Linked DNA regions of Delphinus delphis: region 2 is linked to region 1. Evidence: chromatin contacts called from public Hi-C data. All regions are on one chromosome and are shown on one strand. The core of a region is the stretch at or near the end of the contact, and the rest is flanking DNA. Distances in the headings are between cores, read along the strand shown. Region 1 holds the start of LOC132417940 (zinc finger protein 81). Region 2 holds the start of UXT (ubiquitously expressed prefoldin like chaperone).

Evidence for each region. Hi-C and Micro-C count contacts between places; a contact is called where the count stands out from the background.
Region 2: a Hi-C map of lung shows a contact between it and region 1, with 3 times the contacts expected there. The contact joins the promoter of UXT here to the promoter of LOC132417940 in region 1. A contact is called at or near these places in 2 of 3 Hi-C or Micro-C datasets (lung and muscle).

Annotation. Positions count from the first base shown.
Region 1 is chrX:85,755,229-85,761,985 of mDelDel1.2, forward strand. It overlaps LOC132417940 (zinc finger protein 81), which reads right to left and starts at 2,614. Exons shown (of 5, transcript XM_069540376.1): 1 at 2,537-2,614. All of the region lies in intron 4 of ZNF157 (zinc finger protein 157), which reads right to left. It also overlaps the pseudogene LOC132418201.
Region 2 is chrX:85,921,200-85,927,956 of mDelDel1.2, forward strand. It overlaps UXT (ubiquitously expressed prefoldin like chaperone), which reads left to right and starts at 2,682. Exons shown (of 7, transcript XM_060001669.1): 1 at 2,682-2,781; 2 at 2,959-3,065; 3 at 4,034-4,115; 4 at 4,252-4,319; 5 at 4,588-4,695. The coding sequence starts at 2,968. The region is part of intron 4 of ZNF157 (zinc finger protein 157); the gene reads right to left.

The DNA.
Region 1 (6,757 bases), core at 1,364-3,863:
AGAGAGAGCGAGAGCGAGGGAGAGGGAGAGGGAGAGGGAGAGGGAGAGGGAGAGGGAGAGGGAGAGGGAGAGAGAGACAGAATGAGAATCTTTCCCAGATCAGGCAGTGTTTCAAAGTAGTTATTGCGGGATATTATGCATAACTGTATAGCAACATATTTTAATATTGATGTGAAGCAGATGCTTCCCTAGCAAAATGTAAATTAACAAAGTTAATACAGGAAAATACAGGTAGAAGAGAATAATGAATGTAGAAGAGACCAGGGAAAAAATGACATAACAGCAAATACAAACAGAAAGACTCTGAAAGGTAAAAAGGAAAGGCAGACAGTCCACAGACCTCAGGGCCTAAGGAACAACACAGCGGTGAGTTCCCTGGGTTTCATTTTCCCTCCCATATATCACAAACAGGGCACTAGAAAAGCTTATAACTCAGAACCATCAATAGCTACAGACAAAAAAAGCTCTAAGAAAAGCCTGCTCCCCTTAATCAAAGGACCAAGAAAAGGGTGTCCTAACTGAACATACCCATTCTACTGCAGCCAAACACTAACAGAATACACATTCTCTTCAAGCACCTGTGCTACATTCTCCAGGGTCATAAAACAAACCTTAATAAATTGAAATCGTACAGCATATGTTCCCTGATTATAACAGCATCAAACTAGAAATCAATAACAGAAAGGTAACAGGAAAGTCTCCAAACATTTGGAAAGTAAACAACACATTTCTATATAATCCATGGATCAAAGGGGAAGTCTCAAGGGAAATTAAAAAGTAATGAATGAAAATCAAAATACAACATATCAAAATTTGCGGGATGCAGATAAAGCAGCATGGAGAGGGAAATTTATAATGCTAAATGTTTATATTAGAAAAGAATTAAGGTATTAAATCAGTAAGGTAAGCTCCCACCATAAGATACTAGAAAAAGAAGAGCAAAGAAAACCCAAAGCAAATAGAAAGAAAGAAGTAATAGATATAAGAGCAGAAATCAATAAAATTGAAAACAAAAACAATAGAGAAAAATCAATGAAAACAAAAGCTGGTTCTTTGAAAAGACCGATAAAATTGGTAATCCTCTAGCAAGACTGACAAAGATAAAAAGAGATAAGACACAAATTACCAATATCAGAAATGAAACAGGAGATATAACTATAGATCCTGCAGCCATTAAAAGAAAAGTAAGGGAATACCACACACCACTTTATGCACATAAATTCAACAACTTGGATGAAATAGTCCAATTCCTCACAAAACAGAGACTCCCACAACTTACCCACTATTAAATATGAAGATACTCTGAAAAGATATTAAATAGATAACCCGAATAGTCATTTGACTACTACAGAAATTGAAGCCATAATCAAAAGCTTCCAAAAGGAAATTTCCAGGCCCAGATGGTTTCACTGGAGAATTCTATCAAATATTTAAAGAAAAATAACATAATTCTACACAATCTCTTCCAGAAAATAGAAGAGAACACTTTCTAACTCATTTATTGAGATCAGTATTACCCTAATACTAAAACCAGAAAAAGAAAGTACAAAAAAAGAAAACTATAGACCAACATCTCTCACGAACTTAGACACAAAAATCCTCAAAAACAAAAGCATTAACCAATCAATTCCTGCACTATAAAAAAAGAATTATACACCACAACCAAGTGAGGCTTATTCCAGGAATGTAAAGCTGATTCAATATTCAAAAATCAATAAGGGCATTCCCCCATATTAGGAAGCCAAAGAAGAAAAACCATATAAATTCACACAGTATTGACAAAATTCAACACACATTCATGATAAAAGACACATAGATAGACACATAAATAAATGGAACATAATAGAGAACCTAGAAATAGCCACACAAAAGTATGGCAAATTTATTTTTGACACAGGTACAGAACGAGTCCGTGGAGGAACTACCGTCTTTTTAACAAACGGTGCTTGAGTAATTGGACAGCCAAATAAATGCACCTTGATCTAAGTCTCACACTTTACACAAAACTTAACTCAAAATGTATCATGGACAGCAGGAAGGAGAAATGAACAAATCATCATCACAGTGAAGACTTAATCTCTCCTTTCTCTGTAATAGAACTAGCAGGGGAAAAAAAGTACAAATTTTGTACAACACAATTGACGACTAAACAATTAAATATTATTTTCGAATTATACATGGAACATTTATAAAACAATTCACCAAGGACTAGGCCATGACTCCCCTCATATTTCAAGGAATGAGCTTCATGTAGACATTTTTCTAACCACAGAAAACTAAGGTTAGAAGTCTAGTAAAAAGATAAACTTCTGTAAAATGAAAGCGCACTTTTAAATAATTCATGAGCAAAAAAAATAATAATCAACTCTTAGAAAACACTTATAATGCACCAAACCTTGTGGGTCTCAGAGTGAATTTTAAGACCTTAACGTTGATATGAGAAAAGAGGAAAGCCTGAAAAATAACAAGCGAATCATCCAACTACATTCAGACAACCGATTCCATCACTGACCACACAGAATTCCTCAACACTCACCCTCCCCGGGTCCCCATCACCTCCACATCCCTCCGGCAAAGAGCACTGGGATCCTCTTGACAACAACTATTAAACCGCGGCCGAAAACCGCAGCAGCTTCCGGTCACCACCCCTAGCACCGCCCCTTCTCGGGGTTTGGGGCTTTACACGAAGGGGCGTGGTTCTGCACATGCGCAAAATCACATTCGAAGCCGCAGTCAGCCAGAGCCAACATGGAGATGTTACGGAGTCTGTGTTTAGTTGCCTTCAGTGCCCCTAGGCAGCATTGTCAGGCGGGGAACATGGCCGCGCCCAGGTTGCGCTTCCTCATGGAGTACGCCATGTTGGAGGAGTGTCCATTCCGTACAGAGGATGAGGAAGCCTCTAAACTCACATTGCTGAGCACTGGCGCTGTCTCACAGATGGTGGGGAGAGAGGGTGGGGACGTTTCTCTGGGCGGGCGTCCTGGGATCTGTGTAATAATGTTCAGAGAAGCTGAGAGGCCTCTGGAAAGACGCAGAGGTGCCAGTGGCTGTTATCTCCTGGCAGATACCACAGGATGAGAAGAAGTAGGACTGCTTGCGGGCCTCTCCTGGAACATACCACGAGGGGAGAAAGGGAAGAAATCAGGGACCTGCAAGTCCTCCTAGGATATAGCCCTGGGGAAAAGGGGGAGGAGTCAGTGTTAGATTCCCCTCTGCTGGGCTTGTTGGGGTTGGCTGTGGGGTTTGGATGCTCCCATAAGCTACATTATCTCCCACTCCAGCTACCCGAGCTAAAGTAGAAGTTCTTACCAATAAAGGTTTTTGATTTTTCCCTTAATCTAATGCAATATGTCAATAAAAGTATCTTTAGGAAAATTTATTTTTATTTTCTTATAAAATAAAATCTATATAGTAATAGTGCCCTTACTTTGCAAGTGTAGCTTTAAGACAAGATTGATTCTGCCCTTCAACCAATTTGTTGCCCCTTATCACCCCCAATATGGAAATTCTGGAGATGCCTGTGCCCTCTGGGAGATGTTACTGGGGCAGAAGGGGAAGAAGTCATGCTACCCTTCACCTGGGAATGCCTACTTATCTTTCAAAACCAAGTTCAGCTATCTCCTCCAGGGAATCTTCCTGAAAGAGGTAGAAGGCTCTGTAACCCTCTGAAGGCCTTTTTGAATCCTCAAGTGAAGAAGGTGTTTTGAGGGGCTCAGGTGTGAACTTGCTGGATGCTCTCAGTCCGGTCACATCCCCTCTGGGCCTCAGTTTAACAATCTGGAATGTAAGGGTGTCCTATCCCAATTAGCCTAAGACCATCTGGGATTAATCTGTAGTCAGACAAATCTATCAGTCAGTGAGGGAGACCACACGCCAGAGGAACCATGAGGTGGCTCACTAAACAAGGAAAAAATAGAGTTATTATGGAATTCTGAGGAATGGTGAAGTTCAGGTGAAATGTGAATGAAGCAGTGTTCTGGTAAACTCAAAGCAAAGCAGGGCTGTATGTGGACTATGAAGTGAACCCAGAATCCTGTTTCCTTGGAAACCATAAAGTTAAGATAGATACAGAATTTTGTATCTAGATACCCCTTCTCTCTGCACTGGGGTTAGAAATCTTAGCTGCGGTGTCTAAGTGACTTATAATCTTCAGCAAGAGGGAGATGTTTTATCTGTACTGATATCACTTCAAACAGTAGTTTCTGATAGCCTATGATTGTAGAGAACAGTTTCTCAGTGAGTAAAAAAGCAGTAGTCACTCAAAGTAGGAGTTATTTATGGCATTACAGCTGTAGGACATCCTTGGGAGAAATAATATTTTCTGTTAATTTCGCATCTGACTTAATCTGTGTCTGTTCTCCCAGCCTTATGAGTGGCAGAGCAGACTTTTATACCCTGAGCTAATTTTTACTTTCTTAGAGGGTTGGACTCTCTGATTATCCCAGATTCTCTTTCTGCCCCTATAGCCCTGGTCTGAGTGTTTGTTGAATGAATAAATGAAAGAAGAAATGGAATAAGTGGAAGCATGTTTGGCATGCATACATGTCTAATAGAGCTCCAGGAATCATTGTTAATGTGAGTGTCGTAATAGCACTATGGTTACGTTTTTAAAAAACTAAGTCTATTAGACTATTTCAGAGAAGGAAAAAAAAAAGAGCCAATAAACATATGAAACGTAAAAAATATTTTGTCAAATTGTTGTGGGTATAAAAAAAGTTAAAGGTTTTGTCAACTGCTAACTGTAAGCTTGCAACAAAATAAATTCAGAAATAGACATTTGAGATATGACTCTGAAAGGAATCAAACTTTGGATGGCTTCCTAATAGGAAAAAAGTAACTAGCCTCATTTAGGGGGACAAAGTAATTCCAGATGGACAATTGTTTCATGGAGACTACAGTCTTTGGAGATTATATTCTGAGATAAGTAAAGAAAATTTATGATAATATAGTTGATTTTGCAATATTAATGATGTATAAACAGTCAAGTGCATTTATTGTGTTCCTGAGGTTGCATAATTGATTGAGTCAAGTGCAAATAAGAGTGCTATTACTTTCCTTTCAGCATGTAAAGTTTTCTTTTCTGCATTGTATCAACTTCATGGCTGTTTTCCTTTGAAGAATAAAAAATGACCAAAAGGAGCCAACATATTCAAGTAGTTAGAGTTGGGGACTGGAACTTTTGTTATGTAAGTTTAATAATATAGTCTTCATTTTATTGCTGGCTCAAAAAAAAAAACATATGAAGAGATGTTCAAAGTCATCAGCGATCAGGGAAATACAAATCATGACATGATGAGATGACATTTTACACCCATTCAATTTGCAAATATTTAAGTCTGACAGTACAGTGTTGCAGAGGATGTACAGCTACAGGATCTTTTTGCCCTGTTGAAGGAATATAGACCAGTGTAACTACTTTAGAAAATAGTTAGCATTTCCTCCTACAGCGAATATGTACATACCTCACAATCTATCCAGTCCACTCTTAGGAATATATCCACGAGAAACACTTGCACATGAAACCTAGGATATGCATGGCATCCTGTTCACAATAGCAAGACCTGGAAACAAAAATGGATGGAGTCAAAATGAATGAACTAGAACAGTACCCAACAATAAGGATGAGTTTAAGGGAAAAAACAAACCCTGTGATTCCCAAAATAGTATATAAAACATAACACACGTTTATAAAATTAAAAGCTACTAATATAAAGAACATGAACTATTTAGGATTTTGTATAGTTGTGATAAAATTATATAAAAAGGAAATCAAAAATTGATGAACTTGGGATTTAGGATGATACTTACCTCAGCTGAGGGCAGGCAGGGCCATCAATTGGGGGAACACATGGATAGATGGAGGTTATTAAGGCCATACCTTTTCTTTTGGGTGGTAGGTGCATAAGTGCTAATTATATTATTGAAACTAACTAATATTTAAGTTAATTGGGAAAATTAAACTGTTAGATAAACACTTAAATGTAAAAAGAGGAAGTCTGCATGGAGAAAAGTGATGTCCCTTTCTTGAATGGGGTAAGAAAATCTCTGGCTCCAGCCCAGAGATGCCACCCAGTTGTGGGATGAGCAGGGAGGCAGAAGCTCCATGGCATTGATACTTTCTGTGGCCCCTGCCAAAAGTGCTCTGGCCCCAGGGCTCACTCCATCACACCACTCGTGCACCTGCTCAAATGTCCTTTCTTCGGATGTTTTTCTTCCCCGATCTACCCCCACAACTCTCTAGCTCCTCGCCATGCTTTCGTTTTCTTCATAGCCTTCCTTTTTATCAGAAATTATCTTATTCATTTACTGTTTGCACATTTCTTTGTTCGTGCTGATACTGCAGTGATTTCTGCTTCTCACGTATGTGGAGTAATCAACTGCCTTATTTTTAGTATCTTACCATACATGTAGAGAGCAGCAAAACACATGCACTGGATTCATTTTCTTAAAAGATTAATTACTCCCTCCTAAAGACTCTACAGGCATCTCTGGATGACATGACTAATTATAAAATTGTTTTCTAGAGTAATGCAGAAAATACTAGAGATGGAGAACTTCTAAGTATGTAAGACCATATTCGTTCATTCACCAAATATTTATTGATCACCAGTCACTGCTCTTGGTACTTGTTGTTTGGTAAAACAAAACAGCCCCCAAGTCCCTAGCTTCCTGGATCTGACATCCTAGTGGGGAAGAGAGGCAATAAACATTGTTGAAAGGTGATAACTGCTAAAGAGGGGTGGATAGGGCAGAGTGA
Region 2 (6,757 bases), core at 1,432-3,931, 170 kb after region 1:
GATAGTAAATTCTTTAGAATTTTTAGGCCATATGGTCTCTTTGGCAACTACTCAACTCTGCCATTGTAGTGATGACAAATTGAAATTATAATGGAGTAATCACAGTTCAGACATACAAAAAATGGAGTCAGGCAGCTGTTGGGGATCTGGTCTCAGACACATCCCTGCACCACTGAGAACTTGAATTTTCTCTGAACTGTATCAAACTCAAGGACACCAGGGGCCCTTTTCAAAACAATATCTGCTAGCAGCTGCTACTTGCAACCTTGTAGTTTCAAAGTCCCCCCTTGCCGAGTTTTATATCTTGTCAGAACAAAGAATATCAAACAGGTCAGGGTTACATTCCTTCAAAGTTAAAAAAAAAAAAAAAACAGATCAGCACATGCAGAGCAAGTCAGTATGGCCTTAGCACCGGGGAAGGGAGTCCTATCACTGAAGGAGTACCAGCATTGGCATCCCAGGAAGGGAGGCATTTAATCTTTATCATTAACATGGATATTCTTTACTTCTGGTCAATGCGCCCTTTTCTTTAATAATTAAAACAGAAGTACAGTGTAAGTTTGATAAGTCACAAACAGGCTGTTTTGTTTTAGTAAGCATAAAATTCAGGTTAACTCATGTATAAGCCAGAATGACTTCCCCATACCTCAATGTGTGAAAATTTCTTTCATCAAAGTAAATGAATGAGTGTGGCTATGTTTAAAACTTTACTACTGGACACTAAAATTTGAATTTCATATAATTTTCACATGTCACAAAGTATTCTTCTTTTAACTTTTTTTCAAGCCTTTAAAAATTGTAAATAGTATTCTTAGCTTGCAGGCAGTAGGAAAACAAGGGTCAGCAAACTGGGGGCCACAGTGTGCTGACCTCGATGTAAAACTTGGATGAGGAAGTTTGTTATTGGGAGTAGGTGTACAATTGTCACTTAACACTTGCTTTACAATACAGTGACCTCCTTTAGATCAATAAATTACAGTCCTAGAAATTTGTCACAAGAAAATAAACATGGTTGCACACAAAATTTTGAAAGCAAAGACTGTTATCTTATCCTGGATTATAACAATGAAAAAAACTGGACACATCCAAACATCGAGGAACAGAAGACTGGATCAAAAATCTGAGGCCATCCAAAAGACAGAATGCTATGCAGCCATGTCAACAATTATTGTGTGGTCTGAAACGAGAGAAAGCAAATGCTATCAAATATTAACATTTGGTGAATCTAAGTGAAGGCTATATTGGTGTTCAGTGCCCACTTTTCTGTAGGTTTGAAATGTAAAAAATAAAGTTGGAAACATTTTTAAAAAGAAAAAAAATGTTTTGGGGGGAATGTAAGTTAATAGACTTGCACAAACCCATCTCCAGCTCATCAGAACTCTGTGCTCTCCATGTTAAGTAAAGATAATAAATGTAACACCTTTTTTCACAAGAAAATGGTATAGCTTAACTCGATAATATTTGTCTAACTACCTAGTATCTGTTTTGATCAAACTAAATGTAATTGTAACCATATGTAACATGAGAAGATTTACCAAAAAATTTTTTAACTCACAATACTTCCTTTGCAATCATCTTGTTCTAAGGGCAAAGAAAAGCTTGATTTGCTCAGGTTTTGAGTATTTGAAACAAAGCTTGCTTAAAAGACACATAAACCCGCAAATTATCTGGGGAGACTTCCCTGATAGGGGTGGGTGCTCTAGGCCCTGAAGGTGGGAATATCATTTGGGGGATCCAGCATCCAGGTTCTCCTCCAGGCTCAGGCTTGGACTTACTGGGTTAGATGCTATTATTTGAAAATTTAACGTGGGAAATAAATCCATTCGGTAATTTGAGCGCTTAAAAATAAAGTAATAAAAAGCTTACACATTTAAATAAAAACATAGGAACTATTTCAGCTACAGGATAACCTGTCTTGGGCAGAGGACTTCAGCGACCCTCCATTTGACGCCCCTATTAAATGACGTGATTAGACATAGTGCATTGTCAATCTCTTCTTGAACCTCAGTTAGATTGCGGGCCATAGAGCTGGAGTCATCAAAGGTGCATTTTAGAAAAACTGTCTCCTTTTAAAAACGTTTTTTTAATGCTCACAGTCATTTCCATTATCGGGAGTCAAACCCAAACTTCCCGTGTGAAAAATCAAAATCCAGGGCGATACAAGGATGTACTTTCCTTTTTACAGACCAGATCCATGATCGATTCTAGCCCGTCTGCTTCTGAAGCTCGGACTTATTTATGTATTTATTTATTTATTTTCAACACCTTTATTGGAGTATAATTGCTTTACAATGGTGTGTTAGTTTCTGCTGTATAACAAAGTGAATCAGCTATAGATATACATATATCCCCATATCTCCTCCCTCTTGCGTCTCCCTCCCACCCCAATCCCACCCCTCTAGGTGGTCACAAAGCACCGAGTTGATCTCCCTGTGAAGCTCCTACTTTTAAATACTAAACGCTTTACTCTCTCTACTTCCACCTGTGCGTCCTGCTTCCTCCGGAACCCGCCAAATCCCATTAAACCTCACCCCCACCAACCACGCACTGTCCTCATAGGCTCCGCGCTCAGTCCCGGTTCCCACCCTCTGCAGCCTTCCTTAATCTCATCGGATTTTGTAAAGCCCCGCCCTTCTCTTCTCTCACGCGTTTTCTTCCGTTCAGGACCATCCCACACCACCTGGTTATTTGGTTGGCCAGCACCCTCGTTGTACGTCATTTACCCGCGCCACCCGGAAGCTAAGGTTCTTACCAACCCTTCTTTTTGCCGGCGGCTCTCAGGTAACGGCCGTGTTTGGGTGTGCCTGTGTGACCGGGTCCCAGAGTTGGGAGGGGCAGAAGGCTGAACCCCCATTTTGAGCCGGATGACCCCACTCCTAACGTTGAGAGGGTGCAGATGTACTGTGCTTGAGAGCAAACTGAGTGGTTATCGTGGTCTTCCCCCTCCTCATTCCTCAGGAGCCCATCATGGCGACGCCCCCTAAACGGCGGGCGGTGGAGGCCACCGCGGAGAAAGTGCTGCGCTACGAGGCTTTCATCTCTGACGTACTGCAGCGGGACCTGAGGTGAGTGACAGAATAGGGGGCGGGGCGCTTGGAGCGGTGCACGTGGTGAGCGGGGCGTTCGAAGTCAGGGCGTATCCTTCTGATTGGTGGGTGAGGCGTTCGGAACCCGGCCCCGCGCGCCTTTCGAGGGGGTAGGAGGGGCGATATCCGGGGTGCGACGGTGGGCGGGAGAGGGAAGACATGGCGGTCTTAATGGAGGGTGTGTCCGCGCATGCGCGGGTTCAGATGGCGTTAAGGGTTACGAGCGAGTTTTCAGGTTCGAATCCTGACTTGGCCGTTTCGTTTTACGTGTGAACACGTTGTACCTCACCTCGAGTTTCTGTGCCTCAGTTTTCTCATCTGTGAAATGGGGAAGTTAATGCAACCTTCCTCATGTGGTGGTTTTGAGTTTTCAGCGTGTTCAGTCCTTGTAAAGGATTTAACTTGGATACTAGAGGCTCAATGAGTATGAAAAATTATTATTCCTATCATTATTAATCTGAGGAGGAAGTAGAGTTTTCAGGTCTAGGATTATGAGCATCCTAAAAGGGATGGAGGATTTTTTTCTAGGGTGAGAATAGGGTATCCTGATTGGAGGGAGGCATTGGGAGTAGAGTGAAATAATACTAATAAATAATAGCTAACACATATATAGAGCTTCTTGTTTGGCAGGCACTATTCTAAATGCTTTTTGGTAAACTCATTTAATCTTTCTAATGACTCTGTGAGGTAATACTCGTTATTCCTATTTTAAAGATGGGGAAATTGAGTTCCAAAAAGGTTACTCACTTGCCAAAGTCTCACAGCTAGTAAAATGGAAAGCCTGGATTCAAACCGAAGTAGTCTGACCCAGAGTTCAAATCTTGACTTCTGCACTAAAACACCTCTTTAGGACATGGTGACATGAGAGTCTCAGAGGGTCATGATATGAGGTATTCCAAGAGAGACAGGGTTTCCTCTTGGTCACCATTTTACTCTTGTCCCATTAGAAAGGTGCTGGACCATCGCGACAAGGTATATGAGCAGCTGGCCAAATACCTTCAACTGAGAAATGTCATTGAGCGACTCCAGGTAAAGGTGCCAGGGTTAGGTACAATCTTTTTGTGGGCAAAGGAGGGGGAAGAGAGGAGATACCCCAGACCAAAACCTGTCACCTAACCTAAAACTTGGCCACTGATCCCTACCTCTTTTTCCCCCGGCCCCACAGGAAGCTAATCACTCGGAGTTATATATGCAGGTGGATTTGGGCTGTAACTTCTTCGTTGACACAGTGGTGTGAGTGTCTACCCACCCCTCTGAGCCCACAGGGTTCAGCTTCCCCTTTCCTTCATTCAACAAAAATTTTTTTTGAGTATTTGCTATGTACCAGACACTGCTAGGTGCTGGAGATGTGACAGTAAATAAGATAGGACAAAATTCCTGCCCACCCAGAGCTTCAATTTGGGGAAGGTGGGGGAGAGGGGAGTAAAAAAAATCTCAAACTGTGTGGTGTGCTAAACAGTGATAAGAACTTCCCCGCTTCCTCTAACCACTGTTTCCTTAGCCCAGACACTTCACGGATCTATGTGGCCCTTGGATATGGTTTTTTCCTGGAGTTGACACTGGCAGAAGCTCTCAGGTTCATTGATCGTAAGAGCAGTCTCCTCACAGAGTAAGTCCATTGCATGAGGATAGTGCCTAAAAAGCACTACCATTTGCCACACCCTTCTTCCCCCTTTCCCCATGGCTGCCTGGGATGATACTTAGGAACCCATCTCCCCTCCCCCTCAGAGCTAGGGCTGAGTAAAATGGGGATGCAAAGCTTAGTCCCAGGTGTAGAACATAATAAGCACTGATAAATGGTCTTTGTATTGTTCACTCACACAAAAATTTATTGGGCATCTGCTGTGTGCCAGGCTCTGTGCTTGCTGGTGGGGAGGCAGCAGGGAACAAGACAAAAGGGTTCCTTGAAGGCTTACCTTCTAGAAGGCTTACCTTCTAGAAGGACTAACTGTTACACATCAGCACAGTTTTGACCAGATCCTGGAGGTCTCAGCCTATAAATCAGAAACAATAAAACAAATTACCTCTGACTTCACCTGCTAATTTTCCTGCTCATCCACTGTGCTCTCACCACACTAACCTTCACAGGCTTCTTTAAACACCCTCAGAATGATCCCACCTCAGCGTGATTGCAGGGGCTCTTCTCTCTGCCTACAGCACTCTTTCCCCAGGTACCTGCATTGCTTCCTTTCTCCTTATTCAATTTAAGTCTTGCTTAAATGTCACTTCCTCAATGAGGCTTTCTATAACCTAACTTTAAAATTGCAACCCCTGGCACTCCTGATTCCCCTCCCTTGTTCTACTTTTTCTTTTTTTCCCTAGCACTTATGACCTCCTAATGTTTACTGTGTAATTTACTTCTTTACAATGTTCATTGCCTCCTCGCATTAGGATATAAGCTTTGCAAAGAGAGAGATTTTCTCTATATCCCAAGTCACTAGAATAGCACATAGCACATAGTAGGCACTCTGTTGAATGAATTTAAAAGCATATGCTGGAAATAGATTTAAGTGGGGATTGAAGCAGATCTCTGTTGGTGGTGATGGGGAGGTAATGTGGGGATAAAGGATGGGCTCCAGTTGAGTTTAAGGTTCTGTGCAGGGAACGGGAATTGGGAGTGTGGACGGGAGGTCTGAAATGTGGCTAGGGAAGGCCTCCCAGAGGAAGTGACATTTGAGTCACTTGGTTGAGTGAACAAGCCATAGGGCTCTCTGGGGAAGAGCATTCCTGGCAAGGCAACCAGTGTGCCTGCCATGTTAGGAGGAGCTGCCGAGAATGGTGAGCATTCACTCACTCAGAAGGAGTGAGTGAGGGGATGCTGAGCAAATACACTTAGATTAACAACATCTCACAAGTGTGAACCCCACCGATCTAAGATTCCTTCTAGGTTATATTTCTCTTTATTCCTACATTCATTTCTTCCAGAGTTGCCTCCCTTAGGTTTCAGTAATTCTTCTCTTTTCAAACCTTTTCAGGATTTCAGTGTCCGTAGACCCAAATGAGCCTCAGACCCACTGGGATTTCTAAGTCTTACTGATCAGGCCAGTTGGTGAATAGTTTGGTCGAGGGACCTGGTTTCATAGGCCAATGCAATTCTGAACTTGGTGGCCATTTAGACCAAATCCAATTTTTTATGACAAAGCTTTCCTTGTTATGACACAGGATTCCTGAGCCTTTCAAGTAGGTTTTAATTTTATGAAACTTGATGTCTTTCCCCAAAATGAGGTATTTGTCATTGCCTGCCCCCTGTCTGGTCTTTCTGATTTACTGACCTGGTCTATTAGTGTGATGAGAAATGTGAATCTCTTACTACTTTATGATAATTAGTAGGACTCCATAGTAATTGAATCTTTCTAGGAGATGAAGATTTGAGTCTGTGTAGCTCGCTCTCTTCTTTAAAATACTTGGTTATTCTGGACACATTTTAAAGTAACTTTCTTTCAGGTTATTTTATGTAACCGAAATGGCCTATCAGTCCTTCCTGTTCTTAGTCTGTTTCTTTGAGGAGTGGGAGGATCAGGTCTCTGTGTACATTCTTTCTGATTACAGAGAAAGGAGTACACATCCATACCCATAAGCAGACATGATTATAGAAGAAACAGAATAACCATATGACTATTAACACTGCCTTATATACTAATCAGTAGCAATAAATTAAACATATCCCTTTT